2 separate regions of the Gossypium hirsutum genome follow, and region 2 is linked to region 1. The links are chromatin contacts, called in public Hi-C maps. All regions are on one chromosome and are shown on one strand. The core of a region is the stretch at or near the end of the contact, and the rest is flanking DNA. Distances in the headings are between cores, read along the strand shown. Region 1 holds the start of LOC107887804 (phosphoglycerate mutase-like protein AT74). Region 2 holds the start of LOC107887734 (E3 ubiquitin-protein ligase ATL6).

The links. Hi-C and Micro-C count contacts between places; a contact is called where the count stands out from the background.
Region 2: a Hi-C map of leaf shows a contact between it and region 1, with 1.6 times the contacts expected there. The contact joins the promoter of LOC107887734 here to the promoter of LOC107887804 in region 1. A contact is called at or near these places in 6 of 34 Hi-C or Micro-C datasets (hypocotyl, leaf, petal and 1 more).

What each region holds. Positions count from the first base shown.
Region 1 is chrA11:111,353,458-111,358,709 of Gossypium_hirsutum_v2.1, reverse strand. It overlaps LOC107887804 (phosphoglycerate mutase-like protein AT74), which reads right to left and starts at 2,524. Exons shown (of 2, transcript XM_016812032.2): 1 at 1,781-2,524; 2 at 260-823. The coding sequence starts at 2,258. The coding sequence ends at 429. LOC107887812 reads left to right here. Exons shown (of 1, transcript XM_016812039.2): 1 at 1-162.
Region 2 is chrA11:111,532,958-111,538,209 of Gossypium_hirsutum_v2.1, reverse strand. It overlaps LOC107887734 (E3 ubiquitin-protein ligase ATL6), which reads right to left and starts at 2,165. Exons shown (of 1, transcript XM_016811969.2): 1 at 586-2,165. The coding sequence starts at 2,101. The coding sequence ends at 719.

The DNA.
Region 1 (5,252 bases), core at 1,275-3,774:
CTTGATTTGTGAATATCATATCATATCAATTTGTGAACTTCGATGAATTATTGCAGTTTTGATTCTCCATGCCAAAAGCAAATTAAGAGAACTCAACACTGTTTAATTTAACCGTGAGAACACATGAATATCATATCAATGCATTATCCTTTTATTTTCAAACAAATCCATTATTATAAAAATATTTAAATGCTGTATAAAAGTTTGTTTTTAAGTTAATTTATTAAATTTTCATCAATGATGATCTTGCTACATATAGTTGCTGGTTAAATACTTATTTTATTATTATAAATGAATTAAAAACAAATAAACAAAGGGCATTTGTTACATCCATCTACATGAATGAACTTTCCAATGAGGGCCTCATATGGCACAACTTTTGCACCCTAAGAATCACTTTCCAAACCAATTTTTTTGAGGAATGAATATCAACTTCTTTCAACATCATCTTCTGAGTCTGATTCATTGTCAAAAAATGACCTAAGATACCAAGTACAATGATCATTCCAGTCAGCTTTGTTGCCATCGATTCGCCATTTCTGGTCTTTTATCATTTCCGGAGAGAGTCCCCATTCCAGCAGTTCTTCATCCGAATGATTTATTGCTAAGCTATATTCACCGCCATGTCCCAACTCCATAACTCGAATCTCACAATTCCCGAGATTATTTAAGCGCTCGAATTGTTCAACCGTCCATTTGAACCACTTCATTAGGAACACCCGTGAGGCTAGACCGTGTGAGATTATTATGAGATTCAAGTCCTGAGAAGAATCGCTATGAAGCCTATTCAAGTCTATGTCTCTCCAGAGAGATTCAAGAAAACCTGCAAAAATCAACGATTTATCTTCGATTTAGCATCCACTGATCCAAACTACATATCAAAAGCATTTAATTATTTGGATTCATTCTCTAAGATTAAAGAACAAAGTAAGATTATATATCAAACCACAGACTTGAGATCTCTTACCAACATCACTTGAAAGAATAGAATCATGTCTAGCTCAATCCTACTTCTAACTTGAAGACTTTCAAAACCAGTGAACAATGAGCATACACAATTATGGTTAACTCGCTCAAAAATGGATGACATGGCAAATCAAGCACTCAAAAACCATTTTAGTGAATAATTCCCGAGAAGTTGCTCTCGATACTCATCCGCAGCTATCATAAGAAGAATTAAAACCACTCATCAAGTAAAATTATCTAATATTTTTGCATGTCCTGCTACCAGACCATTACCCAAATAGAAACATTTTGGGGACCGAACCAATTTCCTAGCATTTCAAAGACATCATTTTGTTGCAGAGTTTAAAATATACACATATGAAAGAGATCTATGCTCATACATAGTTAAGGAAGCAATGAAAGACATGCTTGTATAAACAGCTTAACAGTCCCTTAATATTACTTCTCTTTTACCATTAACACAACAGAACCCAATTTTCATTTAGAAGTTCATAGCTATCAGATTTGCAAAGCAAGCCATTGCCAATTAGTACCATTTCCAGAAGCATTTCTTTCCAACAATAACAAGAATAAAATATAGATTGATTTTAACAGTCCCTTAATATTTTTGTTTTTCTTATTGCTTTCTCAATCAGTGAAGAATACTAAACTACTTTAAATTAACACTTACACTTTTTCTTTTTCTTAAATGACCATGAACTGATAAAAAACCATTCGATTCTCCATCCACAAATGACCAGTTTTCTTCATAGAAGCTTAATGCCCTAAGAAAAATTTACAAAAAAAAACCACTCCAGAATGAAGAAGAACTTACTTGAAACACGATCAAAAACATCAGCGGCGGATTCACCTTCAGGGAACCTATAAAAAAACCTCCCAAACCTTTCCCTCGTCTCCTTGATAATTTTCATCCTTTCCTCAACCTGGAAATTCCCAAAGTCCTGTTCTCTAATCCTACACTCTTCCCTTACGCCAATCACCCTTTTCTTTGAAAACGATTTCCCAATCTCCCGTAACGTCGATCGGGTGCGCTCATACGGAGAGACATAGAAGTAGACCCGCCAATCGGGACAATGCCCATGGCTGGAAACAAGGTCCCGAAGGTGGGAACCAGCCAAGCAGGCTTGGGCACGGCCTTCTTCGGTCAAGGAGATCTTGTAGTCGGGGGTTGTGGAGTAGGCCGAGGTGTCTAAATTGCCTTCGGACTCACCATGTCGGACTAGGATTATACGTTTGGGTAACAGCCTGGTTTTGCAGGATTGGTGGTTGTTTTTATGGTTGTTCTCTTCCATTCTTGTCTTCAATGAGGGGAAATAAATGGGTTATTGATAAGCAAAAAAATGGTTATTGTATTGAAAATGGAAATGTAGGATGTTGAATTTCTGCAGTTTGAAAGATTTGATTTTTCTCCTATTTATAAAGCTTTGCTTGGTAGCCTGTTGAAGGGTTTCTTTTAATTTCTTCAGGCATTGTTTACACGATTCAATGGGATAAGATTCCATTTGTCTTTCCTGCGTTTTCTTTCAGAGTTTTCAACGGTCTTAATTTCTGCATTTATTTTTTTAGTATTTGATTTTTGGATTCTTTCATATTAAAATAATTCAAATCCAACTCATTTTATGAACATTGTCTCTTTTGCCCTTTTTAGAGATCTGGCTTTTTCATTTTATAATTAATTTTAGAGTAAACTCTTAAAATAGTCATTTTTATTTTCTTCAACTTATATTTTAATTATTTATGTTTGAAATATTACATTTTAGTAAGTGTTATAATATTTTAGTCACTAAGTCCTTAATTTTCGTTAACAGTGAAACAGTAAGCTGTTGTGGCATGTTAAATCATCATTTTAAACAAAAATTTTAGGTTAATTATTCAATTGGTCTCTATATTTTCTCATTTTGAGCAATTGCAGTTTTTTCTTTTATGTTCTTTTAACTTTTTTTTTCTTTATTTTTCATTCTCTTCTGCTTCTTCTCTATTTTCTTTCCTTCTCCATCTCTTTTAATTTAAAGAAAAAAATTAAATTGTTCAAAATAAAAAAAAATATAAAGACCAATTGTGTGATTTAACCTAAAATTTTCATTTAAAATGATGATTTATCGTGTCACATCAGCTTACTATTATACCGTTAACGATAATTAATTCTCAGTGACTAAAATGTTACAACATGATAATGTAAGTGACTAAAACATAATATTTCTAACATAAGTGACTAAAATATAATTTAAGACAAATAAAAATACCTATTTTGACAGTTTACCCTTAATTATATAATTACAGTGGGGATTTCATTTTTAGGATGAAATAAGTCAAAAATGACGGTGGGATTCATTTTTAGGATGAAATAGAACACGGTGAGGTTATGTGGCGACAACTGTGTCAAAGGAAATGCATTATCGGGTGCGGGTGCGGGTGCGAGTGCGGGATACTATAATGTTTAAAATGTCAAAGCTGTTGTTCATCCTTTTTGACTGTCGATGGCTGTCTGCGCCAATTTTCAGACTGGAATAGAGTCTTGTTGCTTCAACCATGTTTACATTTTTTATTTTCATTTTTTAATCATTTAAGAGAGTTTGTTTTACCCTTAAAAAAAATTCAAGGCAATTGATGATGAATCGTGTCACTCATTTAGACTCAAAGGTTTACTCGAAAAGTAGAATAGTTTGTGTAAAAAATAGTTTCGAAAAATAGAATTAGACAAAGAATAAGACCCGTTTTTTAATAGGGTCAGGCCTCGAGTAGGTTTTTTTGCTCGGGCTTGGTCTATTTTGACCTAGCCCAAATAAGATGTTTTGTTGTCATTTTGTTGATGTTTTGATATTATATTATCACTATTTTATTGTTATTGTTTAAGTATTGTGTAACTATTGTTTTATTTTAAATTTTGCTACTATTTTAGAGACATTTGCTTGCTAAGTTGCAACTATTTTACTGTTAGTTAAATATAAAAAAAATTAAATGTATTTTCAATTTGTTAGGAAATATTTATTTTAATGTTTTTTTATGTGTTTGATGTATTATATTTTTTAAATTTATTTTCATATAAAAAATAATCTAAAAGATTAATACGAGTAAGATAGGTCGGACTCGAGTTTAATATTTTTAATTTGAGTTGAGCTTAAGTATAATTTTAAAACCATTTTTCAGACTAAGCCAAGCTCAAACCTAAAATTTTGCATTAACTCGACTCCACCTATAATCAAGTTTATTAACAACTAGTATCTTAAAATGGGTTACAGTGATGGGCTTGTTGTTTGGGCTAAATAAATAGCCTACAGGAAAAAAATTTGGTACCTTATGTTACAAGACCTTAGGGTGATAATCAGTTTGAGGAGTTGGACACTAGTAAGCATTTTATCCATCTCCTCTGTTAAAATAGATGTCGATAATGGTAATAGAATAATCGCAAAAATAAAGAAAAATAAGAATAAACAGATTTTACGTGGAAACCCTTTCGGGAAAAAACCAAGGGCAGCGCAGAAGAAATTCACTAATGTTGAAAAACGAATGATCCAATAGGAGTTTTGACTACATTTATTTAAAAGTTGAAAAACCTTATTTCAATCAATGTCAAATAGAAGAAGTGTAGTTCTTTACGGATTCTACTTGTGCAGCATGGTCCATACTGTGAGGGCCAGATTCTACATAGATCCCTTTGTTTTACCACATATTTCTTTAATAAGGATTTGGGTCATACAACTTTAACAATCTCTACATTGACACGAATTCTCAATGAACAAGTTCTCCACCTCCTCCACAAAACCTTTAAAGGGGTATTCTTCAACAATGAACACCAACCAAGTTTAAGCAATGCCCAAACTTGGTTATAAGAAGTGACTTAGTCATCATATCTATAAGATTATCAAGAGTATAATTAGGCCATGTTAAATACCATTAAGTCTCTAAGTGTGTATGGATGATATAGAGGGTGACTAAAGGCTTGGAAAATAGCCTTAAAAAGGTCCACACGGGTAGACACACGGGCATGTGTCTAGGTCGTGTGTGACACACGGTCAGCTCCCATGGGTGTGTTGCCTGGTCGTGTGTCCCCTCTACTTAAAAATTTTAGGTCAATTTGCATGGTAGTAAACACACGGGTAGAGACACGACCGTGTGTCTCAACCGTGTGGAGGACATGGCCTAGCCCACGGGCGTGTGCCTTAAAATGAATGATGACGTCATAAACAAAATGTCCGGGTTTTTGGATACTGGTGACAACACGGGCGTGTCTAGGCCGTGTGCGGGACACGAGCGTGTCTAGGCCGTGTGCGGGACACGAGCGTGTC
Region 2 (5,252 bases), core at 916-3,415, 180 kb before region 1:
TTCCTATTCAGCTCCAATTTTGCATTCATATTTTGACTCAATTGCTTTTACCCAACGTATTAATTAATGGTGATAAAAAGGGGACATCCTTTGAACACTGCATTTAAGGTTAGATATGCTATTAATTAATTTCATAAAGAAAAGAGTAAATTACACAATGGTCACTAAACTTTCATAAATTTTCACTTTTTGCACTGAAAAAGAAGTTTGTAATAAGGGCACTATGATTAAGAAATGTTTTCATTTTGAGAAAAATAATTTATTGTACATTCATTTGAGTCACCTGACTTTAATAATTTTTCATTTAGATCATATTTTTCTTTAAGAATTAACTTTTTTTTTAAAAAAAATCTGTTTTTTTTTGAAATGCAGAAATGAATAAATTTTTATTTCAATAAAAATCCAGATAATTTATATATTTACCTAAAAGTTTAAGGCTTTGATTAGATTCTAATATAAAATCATATTTTTTATTAAGAAAATAAGGTAAATAAATAAAATATAAATTTAGAAACCTCATCTTCCTAATGACTTGGTCTACCATATTTGTGATTTTTAATGTTTTATATGCCCTAGAAAACCAAATTAAAATCAATAAACCAAAATTTGATTAATAATAAAGAAATCATTTGCATAGACAATGTACATATCTACACAAAGCACGTGGCTTTTAAGTTATAATATAGCAATTGATAAATTATTAAGATAAATAAACCCTTTAAACCGGAGGACGGCTTGAGTTAGCCATTGCTCCAACCGGCAAATTACTTGAGGTCCCTTCACCATCATGCGCAGCGACTTTTAGTGATTTCACGGAAGATGCTCTATTAAAAAAAGGTGGCGTCATACTAAAAACCCACCTGTCCGATTTGGCACCACGGTCCAGTTTCCCTCTATTACTCCCTCCATCTTCTGATGCTCGGTACCCTCGGCGTGAACTCCTTTCCCTGGGCAACACTAAGCTTGTCGCCCGATTCAACTTTCGGTTCATTAATTGTTTCCGAACATCAACTGGTAATCGTAAAGTGAATCGATCTGTATTCTCCCCCGGTTGGACCAAAGAATGTCCGGTCGAGTGAGATCGCAAGAAAGAAAGTTTACGTGGACGGCCAGATCTTGATCCACGTGTACGGTTCCTATTTAAAGTTACATTCAAATTATTCACTTCAACCTCCGAAGCCACTTGAGCCTCTACCTGACAATTAACAGCGTTGTTATTTATGCTCCTTTCTTCTTCCGGTTCTGAGTTACTGCCATTGTTCTGAGCCTCAAGGTCTAACTCGACGGCAGTGTTATTTAATGCAGTGAGTTGACTCACGGGGTCACCTGGTTGAGGAACGAGATTGGCTCTACAAACGGGGCAAGTGGTATGAGAAGCTAACCAAGCGTCGATACATTCAGGGTGGAAAACATGGTCGCATTTGGGTATCAAACGCAGCGTTTCGTCGTCTTCGAATTCGTTCAAGCAAACCGCGCACTCCAAAGCTCCCTTGCCGATCTTATGACCCTTAACTTCGGAGTAAACCATGATAGGGAAAGTTTCGATCACCGACGCGTCCAGCCCACGCGTGCCGCGCAATGAACGCCCGGCGACGGGGCGGATGCTCTGTCTGTTGGTGTACACGTCGGAACAATTCCGAATATAAATGGCGAAAAGACCCACGAAGAACAAAGCGGCGATCAAAACGACGATGATTACGGCCATGGAAGGGCTGAAACGAGCGTAATTTTCTTCGTCTTGGTTGAAGTTCTGTGCGAAGGACGGCGGCGGGGAGAGGAGCAGGAAGAGCAAGAAGAAAAGCGAGAAGACTCCATGGTGGGTGGTGTACGACATGGTGAGGAAAGGAGCATTGGAGAGGGATGAGAGAGTGAGAGAAAAACAAGGCAGTGGGGTTTTAAATGAGAGGAAGAAGAAGAAGAAAAAGGGGTGGGTCCAATTCCAAATATGGAGTTGATTTCTACGGTGTTTCATTGAGGGCAGCCACAATGGAAGGGATGGCTGAGTCATTTGTTTGACGATGGAGGAAGCTTCCCAAGTAAAAGTAGACTTTTGCGATTTTCTTTTTTCAATAAAAATCCAGATAATTTTTTTTTTTACCATTTATTTTGAGTTGTTTTTAGTCGGTTCAAACTTCAAAGGCATCATGGCATTGGTTTCCAGTTAGATTCTAAGGAAGGCCGCAAGAAATTGCTGGGGTTAGGCCTTTTTTTTATAAAGCAAATTTGTGATTCTTTCGAATCTGATTTTAAAAAGAAAAAAAGTAAAAATAATCATGCAAGCAGATTTAAAAAGTTTCAAGGTAAGTCCAAATTAATGATTCTAAATATAAAGATTACCTTCCTTCTTCAAATCTAAAATTGAAAAAATTTTATTCATGAAAACAATCAACCTTTTTACTAAAGTTTTAATATAAAAATAAACTTATAGACATCTTATTTTCAGTATCATGCTACATGTACATGGATTAGATTATTTAATTTAAAAGTTCGCTTAAAAAATAAGAGAATTTAAGTAAAAATATAAGCTTGAACCGGTCATAACTCGGGCAAACTTTTTTTAGACCGTCTAAACTCGAATATTTTAAGCAAATCCAAATGGCTTACAAGAAAATTCAGAGTATAGATTGAAAAAGCAAGCCATAAGCTGAGGTTTTATACATTGAACAAGTCAAGTCACCCAACATTTTGATTTGACTGAAAAAATAAATATTTTCTTTTTCTTCTTTTCTTTTCACATTTTAATAAATTTATTTATTATCAAAATTCACATGAATTGAATGTTTTCAATTTCTCATTCTTTTTTCTAAAAAATTAGTGTATATAATCTAATAAAAAATGGTTTGTCATTTCAACTTATTACACAATTTTCCTTATCCATATAATATAAAATAAAATCTACTGACACAAGATTGAAATTTTGAAACTTTATAAACATACAAAGAATAAATTTCAACAAATTGAAATAGAGAAATTAAATATGTAAGATCCAAGAAAAATGGTATAATTTCAACCGTAAAATAAATGTCAATATTGGTATTCATTATTATTCAGCCACTATTCGATTATTTGTTTGAGTCTTGATTCGTACATTATGTTGTTCGTACTTTGAGTTTGCATGTGAGGTATTCACATATCTTTCTATAGACAATAGGATGTGGGTTTGCACTACCATGTAGGTAAACTTATATTGTGCGAACCCATATCTAGAAAACACGTGTTAACCCTAGAGTAGAGTACGTGACGGCATACATGAGAACCTACTTACGAAATCACATTTATGAACAATAACTATATCATATAAATACATGATTTAATCTCTTTCGAAAGACACACACTCTGAAATACTCAACAAATATAAAAAATAATATTTAAAAGTTCTAATCTATTTAAAATAATAAAATAATCTTTAGAGTTCAACCTAAACAAATAAATTATTCCATTAGAATATGAAGCAATTCATAAAATATGTTAAATCATGTAATTTTTTTCAATTTAGCATTTGAAATTTCAATTTTCATATATGTTCTAAATTCTTAATAATATATATTACTACAAGTCAAGCAATCTAGAGAAAGTTATAGTGTTTTGTATATAGGTGAATGCACCTATAAATTCACTCTAGGTATTAGATTAAAGGGTAAAATATAAAAATAGTTATTTTTGTTTGTTTCAGATTACATTTTAGTCATTTATGTTTGAAATATAATGTTTTAGTCATTTACATTATCGTTTTGTTACGAAGTGATCACTCTGTAGTTAAGCGCCATTATCTCCTTAATGGCAATCCTACGAGGCAATCCAAATGTGTTTTAAATGCCAACTTGAATATTTAATTGAGACGAGAATAGTTTTTTTAATTAAATAAATTTAATTCATTACACCTTGAACTGGAAAAGAAAAATCGTTCGTCTTATTTTTCTTTTAGTTTTCTTTTCCATTAGTTGGATATCTAAGTTGACATTTATAACTTATTTGGATTGCCATGTAGAATTGCTGTTAGGGAGATAACAAAGCTTAATGGTAGAGTGACTACTTCGTAGTTCGTAACAAGACGATAACATAAGTGATTAAAATATAAAATTTCAAACATAAATGACTAAAATGTAATCTAAGGCAAACAAAAAAGTGACAATTTTTGTAGCTTACCCAGGGGCAAAGCCTGAAAATTTTTTTAAGGGGCTTAAATGAAATTTTAATTTTTAATAGTTTATATCTTATCATTTTTAAAGGATTAAATTAAATTTTCATAATTTTAGGGCGGCCAAAGTGTAATTTTACCTTTACTAATTTAAAATTTTAAAAATTTCTAAAGAGCCAAAACAACCATTTTCCATGTTAGCGGGGTTGGAGCCCTTGCCAGCCCCTCTAGATTCGCCTCTGAGCTTACCCTAGATTAAATTAGTCCCTATATTATTAAATAGATCAAATGAAAATTAAATCATCATAGACATACCATTTATTGTTTAAAAATTACATGAAAAATAATTTTTTTCATTTATTATTGAACTCTAAACAAAATATTTTATCTACGGAATCATAAGAAGTTTTGAAAACATAATTCTATTAAACAATGAATGACATATTTTAAATAGTAAATGGAAACTCTATTCCATTTTAGCCTTATTTGTTTCGTTTTTATAATATATAAATTAAATTGATTAGTTTAATCTAGTCCTTATAATAAGACTTGCTAGTTACATTCACCTATATATAGCTTTAAATTGATTTTTAAAATCATTTTGTCTAATAGATTACACCAAAAAACGAAAATTTATATCAGTAAATATCATATTAAATTTGGTTAAAATATGTCATAAGTCTTTGTATTCTTTAAAATTCTAGAATTTAGTCACTGTATTTTTATTTACTAGAATTTAGGTTATCTATTTTTCAAATTTTAAAATTCAGGTTTATGTTAACATTTTTTTTGTTAATTCAGGTCATTACAATATCATTTTTTAATTTACGTGACTATCAAGTGATTTTTTTTATTTTAAAATATCACACAATAAATTTAATAAAAAATTTTAACAGTAGAGGGACTCAAATCCTAGAAATAAAAGTATAAAGACTAAATTTTAAATTTTCAAAAAGTATAAGGACTTATTACATACTTTAGCCATTAAGTTTTTTTATAGGATTCCTTAAATTACCTATAACCTCTTTCCAACCCTTAAATAAATTCACTCCAACTCATATCTTCTTGAATTAAAAAAAGAAAAAAAGAAAAAAAATTGATGTAAGATTTTAGA